2 separate regions of the Mustela erminea genome follow, and region 1 is linked to region 2. Evidence: chromatin contacts called from public Hi-C data. All regions are on one chromosome and are shown on one strand. Each heading gives the region's core, a stretch centred on a gene start, on an enhancer-like site or on the middle of the called end of the contact. The rest is flanking DNA. Distances are from core to core; before and after follow the strand shown. Region 1 holds the start of PRIM2 (DNA primase large subunit). Region 2 holds the start of ZNF451 (E3 SUMO-protein ligase ZNF451).

The links. A called contact is a pair of places that touch in the nucleus more often than the background predicts.
Region 1: a contact with region 2 is called in a Hi-C map of fibroblasts, with 2.8 times the contacts expected there. The contact joins the promoter of PRIM2 here to the promoter of ZNF451 in region 2. A contact is called at or near these places in 3 of 3 Hi-C or Micro-C datasets (fibroblasts, skeletal muscle and spleen).

Annotation. Positions count from the first base shown.
Region 1 is chr4:103,232,881-103,240,374 of mMusErm1.Pri, reverse strand. PRIM2 (DNA primase large subunit) reads right to left here and starts at 2,958. Exons shown (of 14, transcript XM_032340337.1): 1 at 2,846-2,958; 2 at 1,943-2,104; 3 at 55-158. The coding sequence starts at 2,096.
Region 2 is chr4:102,921,550-102,928,386 of mMusErm1.Pri, reverse strand. It overlaps ZNF451 (E3 SUMO-protein ligase ZNF451), which reads right to left and starts at 3,453. Exons shown (of 24, transcript XM_032340329.1): 1 at 3,383-3,453.

The DNA of each region.
Region 1 (7,494 bases), core at 1,709-4,208, 310 kb before region 2:
TCACTATATAAATATATACAAACTGAAGAACATCTCTTTCCCACTTTTACTTACTCTGAAGGAAAACTTGAGCCTTCTTATCTCACTCTCCAACTTACTCTGGTATGGCTCAGTTCCTTTCACATAGCTCACACCAAGATTTTCAACTGCTTTTAGCACTAGAAAATATTTTAAAAACAGAAGAAAACAACATATGAATGCAAGAAAATTTTTAAAAACTAAGTCCCAAGACAAACTCTTTCTTTGAATAGCAATCCCATAATTACTTATTTTTAAAAGATGACAAACTATAATGGCTTTACTTTCTGCAAGTACACTATATAAATTATATAAATTTATAGGAAAATAATCTCCATCCATTGTCCCATAACATAATCTAATACCAGGGATTCTGAGGAAGAGGGATGGGGGATCATCACTGCTGTACTGAGCCACCACTGTTGAGGTGTGTTGGTACGAAAAGAAAATCGAGCACCCTTGTTTGCATCCCTCATGTGGAACTGTGAGTTTGCTTCATTTGCTCAGCATAGACGCAACAGAAAAAATAGCCCTTCCTTTACTGATGAAGTAGAAAAGGAGAAGACAAAAGCAAAAAAGCAGAACCTTTCAACAATTCAAGTGAACTGTCCTGAATAGATCCACACAACTGTTCAAAGGTTCCCAACGTACCTTGTCATTCCTTCCGCAGATGAACTCTACTCCCATCATTATGAAAAGCATTTTTATAATTCCAAGAATGAAAACCTTCTAAAATGAATCCTGAGCGTAAACCCATGCCCCACAAACACCTCACTATGGTATCCCAAACTAAACTCACTCTCTTCCCCTCCATCCTACCCCTCTTCTGGCCATCCCCATCTCCACTAGCAAAGTTTCTAACCACTAGATCATCCAGAATGGAGTTTCAGCCACTCCCACCTGCCCTCTCACTCCTCACATCCAAACACTTACCAAATCCTTCAGGAATACCTCCTTAGTATCACTTAAATGGCTCCCTTCCTATCCCTGACACTGTTATTGACTTAGCTCAGGCCCTCACCATCTCACTCCTTAAGTGCCTAATGTAAGGGGCACTTTTCAATCACCTTAATCTCTATGAAGCACCTGACACTGCTAAGCTTCCTAAAACCCTCTTCTCCTGTGTCTTCACTCTTCATTCATCAGCTCTGAGAGCTCCCTCTCTGTATTGTCACTCAGCTCTTCTAAAAGTGACTAACAGTACCGTTCCTTACCTTCTGATTTTCCCACAAGGATATCCTAGAACATAAACTCAGAAGACACTGCTATTATTTGTTTCCGTTTATGCCTAGCTTATTTCTCTCTTTCACCAGCACTCAGACGATAAGTAGGCCCGCAATACTTACACCCAGATATTACACCACTAACTTGGCACAAAATGCCCTTGGTTATCCATTCTTCTCCACCTAACCTAAACTTGTCCTTGTCACTGTTCCTCAAATATAACATTCTCTCTCATGCCTCCAAGCCTCTGTACAGTCCACTTTCTCAGCTTGAAAAAAATTTTACTTTTCTTTTGAGAAATTTCTACTCATCCTTCAAAGTCCAGATTACATTTCAACTTCTCTACGGAGTCTTAATCAGTCTGAGTCACTCCCACCTCTTTCAAGAGCACTACTATTAACCTCTAGTAAGACACTTAAAATACTAAATTACAGTTATTATTTTGGACGTCTGTATCTATGTCCTAGAATACAGCTTCAACGAATATGAGAATTACATTATCCATCTGAAAATCCCCACCCAACCTAGAATATAGTGGCATTCAATAAATATATACTGTACAACAAATAAAATAACAAGCCCTCAATATATACATTTCTTGAATGAATTGAATGAAGGAAATAAATTACCCTCATTCGTTCCCCCAAAGTGTAAGTGAAGTTGTCAAGAACATACAAACTCTAATACAAGTACCACTCACATTTAACTCTATCGATAGCCAAGCTTTCAAATTCGATCAACGATATGCTTTCAGAAGGTGGCTCCAAGTAAAACTGAAGGCTATGAGGGTAGCAAACATTCCTTTGGTCACCTGTCAACCTCAGTCTTTTCCAATTTGCTCGAGAAAACTGCATCTCGTTACCTTGGAAGGAAACATAAAATGGTTAAAATAATGGCAAATAAGAGTTGAAAACAACAAACAAGTACAAAACATAACTTCACATACATAGGAAAAAACTGAAGGGCATGCAGAAAATGTTAACCGCGGTCGTCCCTGGGTAATAGGTCCTTCTGTATACTCCAGAGTTTCTACAACACACCTGTAACAATTCTGTCAGGAGAGTGGGGGCGGTGTGTGCAAGGTGAAATGCAGGTGGTGGTCAAAACGTCCAAGAACATGAACGTGAGGCTACGCTGCCTGTTCACTATAGGTCTGTGTGCCACCGCCTTCGGACCTCTGCAGCCCCAAGAGTTAAGATGAAGTTATACGGGCTGCCATCGTGAATTCGGAGGAAAGCGCGGTAGGTTCTGGTTTCCAGAGAAGAGGCTTAAGGGACCGGGTCCGGTGACTCACTTCCCAACTCATGACCCTGGGAAACAGAACACGTCTTTCCAATTCAATCTCTCCGAACTCTGTAAGAAGCATCTACAAGCTCCTTATAAAAATCAGCCCCCTCGATCCTACCGGAGCCCTTCGGCGAAGCTTCTCGCTCCACTCGCCGGCCCCTGCATCTCAGCCCCAACCAATCAATATCTAATACCCCCTCCCCGCCGTGTCATCCTTCGGCTCCCACCGCCGGTAAAGTGCTCTCCCTTCTTTCCCCACTGGCAAGCTCCACACCACGACCACTGTCCGTCCCAAAGCCGCAGGAGGTCCCCTTACCTGCAACCACACAAAATACGAAACACACAAACCCCCAAACGGCACTTTCCTCAGATGGCGGGAGAGTTCATACGGGATCGGAAACGGAAGTGACGGGACCTCAGAGCCCGCCCCCCGAGCGTCTCGCCCGCCCAGGGCGCGCCCTGCGCATGCTCCGTGAGGCGTTCCTGGGTTCTGGAGCGAGTTTAGTCGGCTTTGCCGGCTTAAAATTTTTAAAGATACGCTCTTGTGTGTTTCCAAATTATAAACTGCACCTCCTGTGTGTGTCCTCGGTAGCTTTTTTTTTTTTTTTTTAAGAATTTTAAGATTTTATTTATTTATTTATTTGACAGACAGAGATCACAAGTAGGCAGAGAGGCAGGCAGAGAGAGAGAGAGAGGAGGAAGCAGGCTCCCCGCGGAGCAGAGAGCCTGACGCGGGGCTCGATCCTAGGACCCTGGGATCATGACCTGAGCGGAAGACAGAGGCCTTAACCCACTGAGCCACCCAGGCGCCCCCGTCGGTAGCTTTTGATGATTGAAACTGGGGTCCTGAAAGGCTAGCGGCAGAAATGTCCACGCTCCGAAGAGTATGGAGCTTTAACCCAGAGGGCTAGACCGACTCCTCTGAAGCTAGCGGAGGAATGGAGGAGAAATGGGCGTTTAAGGAGCTCCTTTCGCAGGCTCTCTAATAGGGGCTCTGTTTTCTTGTTTAATCTCTCACCGACCCTATAAGATAGGTTGTATTACCCCCATTTTACAGATGAGAAAATAGAAGCTAAAAAATGAATGGTAGTTTGTCCACCTATGCACAGTACATCTTGTTTTTTTCCTAAGGGACGGCAAGCCGCATAAAGACAGACTCTACCTTCAGTTCTCCCCCGCCCACGCCCCGCAAGATAACAAACTAGAATGCATGAACGCACACACGCAGAAATCACTCCGGGGCCTACAAAAGGTAGAAGAGATTAGGCTCAGAGAGCAAGTAAGAGCCCATCAGAAGGGGTGGGTCAGAACCACACGAACTCTGACTCGACAGAGCTGTAGGGTTTTTAAGAGCTGGAAAAAAGCTTCATCTGTGGCCTCTAGGAGGCGTGCCTTACTAAAGTGGCTGGGGAAAGATGTAGTAAAGGTAATCATCAATTTGAAATGAAATATTCAAATTTTTAGAAATACAAAACATATCGAAGCAATACCAAACTTACAAGTAAGCATCCCATCATGAATCAAACCGGCTAGCACTGACTTTGTATCAGGACGTGTTCTAAGTGATTTCCCTATCAAGTCATTTTATTCTCATAACTTTATGAGATAGGTTATATTATTAACCCATTTTACAGATCAGGAAACCGCAGAACAGGGAAAGAAGTTACTTCAAAGATCACCCAAGTGACAGAGCCAGGTTCAAAGTGAGGGAGACTGTCTCCAAGCACCAGTGCTAACCAGCATACAATACAGTAATACATAATACAATAATACATAATACAATAATACATAATACATAATACAATAATACATAACTAATGCCACGTTATGACAGCAGCACCTCACTTTCTTTCCTCTCTGTATCAAACAACATAATTAACATAACCTGGTATAAAGAAGACACCTGAAAGCATGAGAACTGCCTGAAAAAACCTGGAGCACAGATGATAACATTTACATGAATATTTGTCTATTCTCTGGATAGGGAACAAATGCAAATAAACTGCAAAGAAATCTAAGGATTTGACTATAAAAATGTAAAATTGGACATCTAAAAAAATGACAAAATTGGGGTGCCTGGGTGGCTCAGTCGTTGGGCTTCTGTCTTCTGCTCGGGTCATGATCCCAGGGATCTTGGGATCGAGCCCTGCATGGGGCTACCTGCTCGGTGGGAAGCCTGCTTCTCCCTCTCTCACTCTCCCTGCTTGTGTTCCCTCTCTTGCTGTGTCTTTCTCTGTCAAATAAAATCTTTTAAAAAAATTTTTTTAAATAAAAAAAAATGACAAAATTTTTGCAGTCATCACACAAGGGGAAAGGTTTACCATACTAATACCATCAAAATGTAAAGAGCTTTGTAAGTTAATTAGAAAAAATACTGACGCAGATTGAAAAATGGCAAAAGAACAGCAATAAATAACCAATGATAAAATGTGGGGGGAAATTTATCACTGGCAGCAAAAAAATTTTCCCCTACAAAACTGGCAAAGATTTTACATTGAAAATACTCAGTGCTGGGGAAAGTCCAGTACGATGACCTCATACAGGAATTGATTGTGGTGCTACAAGTCCGGAGTACAATATAGTAATGTGTGTTGTGAGCCCTAAAAGAATTCATACAGTTTGACAAAAAAAGTCACATATATGAATCTGTTCAGAAATGGACACAAAAATTTGTGTTCAAAGAACTTTATTACACCACATGTAGCGTGAAAACCCAGATAAATAAATGGTAGTATAGTCATACCATGACACATTACACAGCCATTCAGAATACATGTTTTTGAAGAATACTGACTTGGAAAAATGCTCAGGATACTATCAACAGCAGAATACATAAAACCACATATGCCATATGAGCCCAATTTTGTAAAAACATTACCTAATTGACAACAGTCATTTTTTTTAAGATTTTATTTATTTATTTGACAGAGAGAGAGATCATAAGTAGGCAGAGAGAGAGAGGAGGAAACAGGCTCCCTGCTGAGCAGAGAGCCCAATGCGGGGCTCGATCCCAGGACCCTGAGATCATGACAGAGAGAGAGATCACAAGTAGGCAGAGAGAGAGAGGAGGAAACAGGCTCCCTGCTGAGCAGAGAGCCCAATGCGGGGCTCGATCCCAGGACCCTGAGATCATGACCTGAGCCAAAGGCAGAGGCTTTAACCCACTGAGCTACCCAGGCGCCCAACAATGGTCATTTTTAAATTACCTTTCCTAGTAAATAAAATTTTAGAAAATTTGGAAAATGTCAAATGAAAAATCCACTTATGATGCTGCTATCTGCTTATACTGTCACTCAGGGACAAACACTGCAAACATTTTGTTTTAAGCAATAAAACTCATGTTTGATGAGAAAGAATGAAAGATGATTTTGACATGCCAATACATTTTTCTGCAATGCTTCTCACTTCCACAAGGAGGCTGCCCTCTGCAACTCTTTCTCCCTCCACTTGTGCACCTAACCCCAAACTCCTCTACTCCTACAATCTGGGCAGATTGTAGCCTTTGCAATCAAAACTTGAGGTGCAAGGCAGCCACTCTGAGCTATATCTGGTTTTTATTGAAATTTTTTAGCTTTGTCCTCAGTCCAGTCTTAAATTTGCTCACCTTTAAGGGTCAATACCCATTTTTCTACAATAGTCGATATCTTCTAAATAATTCTTTGGACTATTAAAAAAAATTAGTCTACTACAATATAAAACTGCTCTATGTTAGTGGCAACTAAGCCACTGGCAGTGAGGCAGACTATAGGGGCATTTTATGGTATTTTTATTTTTTTTTAAGATTTTCTTTTATTTTATTTGACAGAGAGAGAGATCACAAGTAGGCAGAGAGTCAGGCAGAGAGAGAAGGGGAAGCAGGCTCCCTGCTGAGCAGAGAGCCCGATGCGGGGCTTGATCCCAGGACTCTGAGATCATGACCTGAGCCGAAGGCAGCGGCTTAATCCACTGAGCTACCCAGGCACCCCTTATGGTATTTTTAAAGTTCTGTTTTAATCATTCAAAAACATCTGAAGGCTTTCCACAGCGTGGTCCGAAGATTTAATGACTTTATTGTCTACCACTGCCCTTCAGCTCTGAAATACCAACTCTTTCCCAAAAGGCCTTGCACTTTCCTGTCTTATATCTCTCTTTGTGGTGAGGCCTCCACTTCAAAAGCCCTAACCAACCCTCCTGTAAGAATTCTACCTATCATTCAAGTAGTCAGCTGCTGCCTTCCTCCATCCTCTACAGCCTTTGCTTATGCCACCTGGGCTGCTCCTCACTTAAACCACCATGTTCCTTGTAATTCTATATAGTGTAATTCTTCTTCTAGTCATAGCCCTACACTACAGAGGTTCTTAATCTTCTGAGAACATGAACCACTGAATGATCTGATGAACACACTCCTCAGAATACCCTCCCTTGGTCATCACCTCACCATGAAGAGTGTTTTCTGTATTCAGAGGCAACTGTAATATACATCTACACATCTACACACCTACCAATGATGCACAACGTTATACATTTCAGTAACCATATTTGGTAAGTCACGCAAGCTCTTTTGTATATTTATTTCATCAAAAGAATTAACACAATGCTCAGCCATGGCAACCAAGATGCATATAAATTATAGACCTCAACCTCACAATCTGGGGGAGGAAAAACACATATAAACATACAACTTTTACTTCCATTAGACCATAAACATCTCAAAAACAGGAACCAGTAGGTCATTCATCTTTATAACCCCAGTGTATGGCACTGCAGGGGCTGCCAACAAATATTTACTATACTGAATTAATGTAAAATATGAAAGGTATATTTTTAAAAAAACTGATGGGTTCAGCCTGCCATACAACAGATGGTTTGAATCAAAGGTTTGAATCCAACATATAAAACTTCAAGTCCTCATCTGAAAACTCCATACACATTCCTTCCAAAATGAGTTGGCTCCCCAGCTTAGCCTACAATAAGCACAGAGTACCA
Region 2 (6,837 bases), core at 2,204-4,703:
TTAACATTAAGATAGTTGGGAGACTTTTTGGTGGGGTGTCACAATCCTGCTATCAATCGTCTTTGTTAGTGAGATTTAGGACATTTGTACGCCAAGGGAGACTCCTGTCTAGCAGGATTGTGAGCTCTGCAAGTTAACTATTTGCTTATTGCTCATGGCAGTCAGGGCTGCCTGAGGGATGCTACACATATGGAGGGGAAAGGGTGAAGAGGGGGTGCAAGGCACCAGCTTTTGCTTTGTCCTCAGCCAGCCTCCTGCTCCCTCATCAATAGGAGCCTGACTAATTTTTTTTAGTGTATGTCCTGCTGAAGCGAGCATGGACTCTTGAGCTCCTGGTTGTGGGTCTGAGCCCCATGTTGGATATAGAGATTACTTAAAAATAAAATCTTAAAATAAATAAATAAATAAAATAAAATAAGGAGTATTTTTACTCTCTTCTTTCTGATACTGAAATTCCACTTAGAGTATACAAGCATACCTCTGAAATATTACAGGTTCAGTTCCAGACTATTACAATAAAGCGACTATCACAATAGAGTCAAATGAATTCTTTGGTTTTCTAGTGCATATAAAAGTTATGTTGGGGCGCCTGGGTAGCTCAGTGGGTTATAGCCTCTGCCTTCAGTTCAGGTCATGCTCCCAGGGTTTGGGATCAAGCCCCGCATCAGGTTCTCTGCTCAGCAGGGAGTCTGCTTCCTCCTCTCTCTCTCTCTGCCTGCCTCTATGCCTACTTGTGATCTCTCTCTGTCAAATAAATAAATAAAATCTTTTAAAATAAATAATTAATTAAATTAAATTAAGAGAGTTGTAAACCTCAGCTGAAGAAAATCTGGTATGTTAATTCAGTAAGAGTTTATCATGTAATTGTTTATTCCACAGAGTATTTATTTTTCCAATCTCAATCTTGTAGTTTCCCTCTGTTTCTCAAAGGCACATGTTATAACACCCATGTCACTCCTGGTTCTATTTGCAAAAAATATCAGGTTTGTAATGTCCCATTCAGGGGCGTCTGGGTGGCTCAGTGGGTTAAGCCTCTGCCTTCTGCTCAGATCATGATCTCAGGGTCCTGAAATCGGGGCTCCGCGGGGAGCCTGCTTCCTCCTCTCTCTCTGCCTGCCTCTCTGCCTACTTGTGATTTCTGTCTGTCGAATAAATAAAAATCTTAAAAAAAAAAAAAAAAAAAGTCCCATTCATTTGTTTCTAAACCACAGTCAGGAGGAACCAAAATTATTTTTCCCAAAGACCCATGAAATATTCCTGCCAAATGCTTTTCCGTACTGGGGGGGAAAAAAAAAGCCATGGTAGCTCTTCAATTTCCACAGCTACATCATTACTCTACAACATTACTCTACAACATAGGGATGGCAGAACCAGCACCCAGCCTATCTTGGTACCCCCAAATTTATAAGGTCCCAAGTGTCAAAAAAAAAAAGGGGGGGGGATTACCATATGTATTGTTAATGGGGAAGAATGTCAAGGAAATAGCTTGTAAGGTATTTCCATATGAGGGATGCCTGGCTGACTCAGTGGGTTTAAGCCTCTTCCTTCAGCTTAGGTCATGATCCCAGCGTCTTGGGATCCAGCCTGCTCCTCCCCCACCCCCACCTGCCTCTGTGTCAACTTGTGATCTCTCCGTGTCAAATAAATAAATAAAATCTTAAAAAAAAAAAAACAACTTTCCATATGACCCTACTGGACCAAGAAACAAGAAACAACATCTTAACACCGCAATGTTTAAAGAGGGGATATTATCTGATTTAGAAAACTGACATTTGGAAAAATAGTTTATCAGGATGCCCTAAACCTACAGCAATTAAAAAACAAACATTAAACGGGCACTCATTTAAAGAAAAATTATACAACTTTGACAGCAAACCTCAACTAACCACTGGTTTGTGTAAGCTTCTGGCTAGCTACCACTTTAAACAGACCCTTTGCAAAACTTGACAGTTTTGGGTGAAAACCATCCCCCAATACATCATGACCCAGTTCCCCTAAACCTACAAAGCATGGCTCACAGAGTCACATGTCCTTTTCTTTGTTCCAAAGTGAAGATTCCTGGGTCCCACCCTCATATTCTGATTCAGCAGGTGTGGTGTGAGGCCCAGAAATCTGCACACTTACACTTCCTAATGCTCAAAGACCACTGTCCCAAAGGGAAGACAGTCTGAAAACCACGCGTGTTCCTGGTGATGCAGGATCTTCCTTATGAACGTCAACTCCTGCATTATGCTGTAACGTGGTGATCTCAGAGGTTGGAGAAAGCTTCAAGCTACCTGCCTTCCCGTCACCAAGCTCCAGAAAGCTCACACTTTGAGTGCTTGCAACCCTTCTTGCTTTCTCCCGTCCCTTCCCTCTAACCTGCACGTCGTGTTTCAAAGGACGCTCCTGCCCCGCTTCCAAGCACACACTTAAGACAGCATGACTTTGCCCACATGAAGTATAAAGCGGCGCTAATGAAGGCATAAGAAGCCTGATTCCATGTGCAACGTGTCCTTTCGGGCACAGTCTTTGTGGTGGCCCCCGCAGGTGCTCGGAGACCCCTCTCGGTCAATTTCCTCATCCTGTGCCATACTCCCCAGGGCCCAGTACCTGCGAGACATCCACGCCCAGCTGCTGAACGACGGACGGACAGGCGAGGTACCATCATCACAGAACCGTGTACCGCGCATAGGTTGGGATTCTGGGAAACACCCGAATTTCGTTGCTACTTACACTGACAAACTGAATGTCATCCTCATTTTCATCCGTTGTTGCGTCAGATGCCTCAGGCCCAGCTGGAGGGACAGACTCTATCATCTATAAAAATAAGCCAGAACATGCTTATCGACATACGGCCACGTACCTGGAGGAAGAGATTCTTCCCAAAAAGAACGAAGAAGGAAGAGCTCCGTAACAGACAGCAAGCTCTCGAGGAAACCGAACTGAGCACAACTGCATGCAAACCCCACCAAGAACAGGACTCGATGGATGGAGTCGGGCTCTGCCCCTGCAGACGTGGAGCCATCCACAGGGAGGGACGCCGAAAACGACTTACCAGCCCCTGCGAATTCCCCAAATCTCCTCGAGGAGGAGGGAGGCACGCACACCGCCCAGGAGCGAGCCTGTCTCAAAATGTCGCTCTCGCGGCCCGAGCAGCGGCCACAGGGACCTCCGTGGCCGGCGCACAGGGCCGGGGGCGGCCGGGCGGCCATTGTTACTGCTGGTTCCCCGCTCAGACCCGCACCAGGCCCGAACGCGGAGCTCGGCCCGAGACGCGGACACTGTCGGCCCGCCGCGGCGGCCACCGCCGCGCACCAGGCCTCGCTCTCAGCAAAACACAAAGCCCTTCCCGGCTCGCCTGAGAATGCCGCGGCCCAACGCTCGCCCACTCACCTCCGACCCCGGGTCTCCCATTTCTCCGACGGCCTAACTGACAGCACCACCGCTCCTGCGGTCCCCGCCGCCGCCGCCGCCGCCGTCGCTGCCGTCCCCGCCGCCGCTGCCGCCGCCGCCACGACTTCCCTTCCCGCCCAGCACCGCTTCGCGCCGCCGTGACCCGCCCCTGCGTGAGCGCCGACGCCGCCGACGCCCCCGACGCCGCGGGCGGAGAGAGGTGCGAAACCGCTTCAAAAGGAGGAGCGACCGGCTCTGGGCCGCTATCCCCCGGAGCCTCTGTCTCGCAGTCCCGGCCTGCCTTCCCCGGGCCGCGCGGGACGCCGGGAGTTGTAGTTCTGGTCGCGCCCGAGACTGTCCCCCCATCTAATTGAAGAGTGGAAAGGGACTCTCAGCGGCGGCGCTTGCGGTCCTATAGGCTGTTACCGCACTGAAGCAGTGTCCTAGAGGACCTTTCCCTCTAAATCACTGTTTCCCTCTCCCCACCTTTCTTTTTTCTGTTTTTCCCTTTTCTTTTTATAGAAATATTGGTCTAGATAATCTAGATCAGTGATGTTAAAATGCTCTTTCATTGTTTGCTCAGATCCTTACCAAATTATTGGCCGACTATTATTATTTGCACGTGAATGATTGCGAACAGATAGTTTATGAAAACAAATGTTTACTGAAGATTTTTTTTATAAAGATTTTATTTATTTACTTGAGAGAGGGACGCACAAGCAGGGCGTGGGGGAAGGGGGAGACGTCGAATGTGCTGAGCCGGGAGCCCTGGTGGGGCTCATCCCAAGACCCTGGGATCGTGACCTGAATGGAAGGCGGATGCTTAACCGACTGAGTCTCTCAGGCGCCCCCTGGCGATATTATTTCAAACCTTTTCCTCCTAGCCCAATGAACCCAAGATCACCGAACAAATCTGCAGTCCCACAAAATCACATTTATGAATTTGACTGTGGCCTGCTATGAATGAGATCACACAACAGAGGAACTATGAGGCATGTTACAAAACAAAGGAATAGAGTTATTAGGAAATTTTAAGGAAGGGTAGAGGTAGGTGAAACTTTTGTGAAGCAGTATTTTGATAGGTAGACAATTAGGGCTGTTTGTAAAGAGTTCAAGGTCACGTCTAGACTACAAAGTAGCCCCAGAGTCCTGTTAACTTGAAAACTACAGAGATAACATAGATAGTGGTTGTTGGCCCAGAACTCCCTTATCTGGAGCTCTGCCCTTGGTTTGGTGTGAAGCTAGTTTTCTGTGTCACAGGGATCAGCCAAGGGAGGGATATTTCATTCTTACTAATAGATATTCAAACAACAAAGCTGTTACTCCATGATTTTAGAGAACACATTTTCTCATTGTGAAAATAAGAAAGTAATAGTCACCAAGGTCACCTTGACTCTACAAGTACAGTATGTCTTTGGGAGAAATACTGTCTGTTAATTTTTCAGCTGACTTTATCTCTCTGTCTGTTTTTTGAGCCCAGCAGATATTTACTTTCTCATTTGGAGGTCTGTTTTTGCTGGTCTAAATGAGAACATGGCATTTGATTACTTATGTTGGTAGCTAGTATTTGATGGATCTTTTTGATTTCTCCACAGTACACGACAACTGCAGGTGCATTTGTACCAACTAAATTTGGGACTTGCAGATGAAAGTTGAGAAAAAGAAACATCTGCTAAGATGTTAAACCCAAAAGCTGCATGTAAATTAACCATTTTTAAATCTCTTAAATGTCTAGATGAGATTTGAATTTAAACAATTTTTCTAATGTTCTGGTGAGAGTTCCGTGGAATATATACTGTGAATGGATGCAGGTGGGAGTCATTCAGTTAAATTCTTGGAAAACAAACAGTAAATATGTGGCTGTAGCCCAAATATGCTCATGCCTTTCAATTCAGTAATTGTTACAGGGATAGTTTTCTCTTTTTATCCCTCTTTTTAAGATTGTACTTATATATTTGAGAGAGAGAGAGAGAGAGAGAGAGAGAGAGCATGCCTGAATGAATGGGGGTGGAGTAGAGGGAGAAGGACAAGCAGACTCCCAGCTGAGAAAGGAGACAACCCCAAGGCTTCATCCTAGGACTCTGAGATCATGACCTGAGCTGAAGGCAAATGCTTAACCAACTCAGCCACCCAGATGCCCTTGGAATAGTCTTTTTCATTTTACATATTCTAATAGATGCATGGCGATATCACTTAAATTTGCATTAACCTAATTACTAATAATTTTGAAAATATTTTTATGCATTCATTTGCCATCCATATATATACTCATTGGTCATGCCTTTAAGGTCTTCTGCCCATTATTTAAATTACTTTCTTTATTGAATTTTAAGAATTGTTTATTCTAGATTCAAGACCTTAACAGATACGTGATTTCCAAATATTTTCTCCCAGTCTGTAGCTTGCCTTCCCATTTTCTTAAAATTGTCTTTCAATGAGAAGTTTCTACATTTGACAAAGTCTAATTTATGAATTTTTACTTTACTTGGTCTGGCTTTTGGTAGTATATCTAAAAAATCTTTGCATAAGCAAAGTTACAAATATTTTTGTCTTTGTTTTCTTCTAGAAATTTATAATTAGGTTTTAATTTTAGGTCTGAGATCCATTTTGAGTTCATTTTTACCTTTGACAGGTATGGATTGAAGTTCATGGTTTTGCATATGAATGTACAAATGTTTCAGCACCCATTGTTGACAAGATTATCCTTTCCTCTCTGAATTGCCTTTGTACCTTTGCCAAATACTAGTTGTTCATATATCTGTGGGTCTGTTTCTAAACTTTCTTTTATGTTCTGTTGATGTATTTCTATCTTGACACCAGTACTATGCTGTCTTGATTACTGTAGCTTTACAGTAAGTCTTGAAACCAAGTGGTGTTAGTTTTCCTGCTTTAATCTTTTTCAAATTTTCAGTTTTCTTTAATTTCTCTCAGGAGCATTTAGTATTTTTCAGTATAAATATTTCACACATCTTGTCAGGTTAGTCACTAGGGATTTCATATTTTTTGATGCTCTTGTAATTGGTATAGTTCTTCAAAATTCAATTTGACTTTTTAAATGGCTGAATAGTATTCTACTGTGTATATATACCACATTGTTTCTATCCTGTCATTTCTCAACAGACACTTAAATTGTTTCCAGGTCTCAGTTATTGTGAATAATGGTGCAATGAACATAAGAGTGCAGATATCTCTTCAAGATAATAATTTCCTTTTCTTTGCATATATATCCTGAATTGGGATTGCTGGATCATACAGTAGTTCTATTTTATTTTCTTTTTTAGGGAGAGGGAGGGGGTTACAGGGGAAAGCAGAAGGAAAGAGAGAATCTTAAGCAGACTTCACGCCCTGTGCAGAGCAATACAGAGCTTGATCTCAAGATCCTGAGATCATGACCTGAGCCAAAAATCAAGAGTTTCTCTGACTGAGAAACCCAGGTGACCCTCTATTTTAATTTTTTTGAGG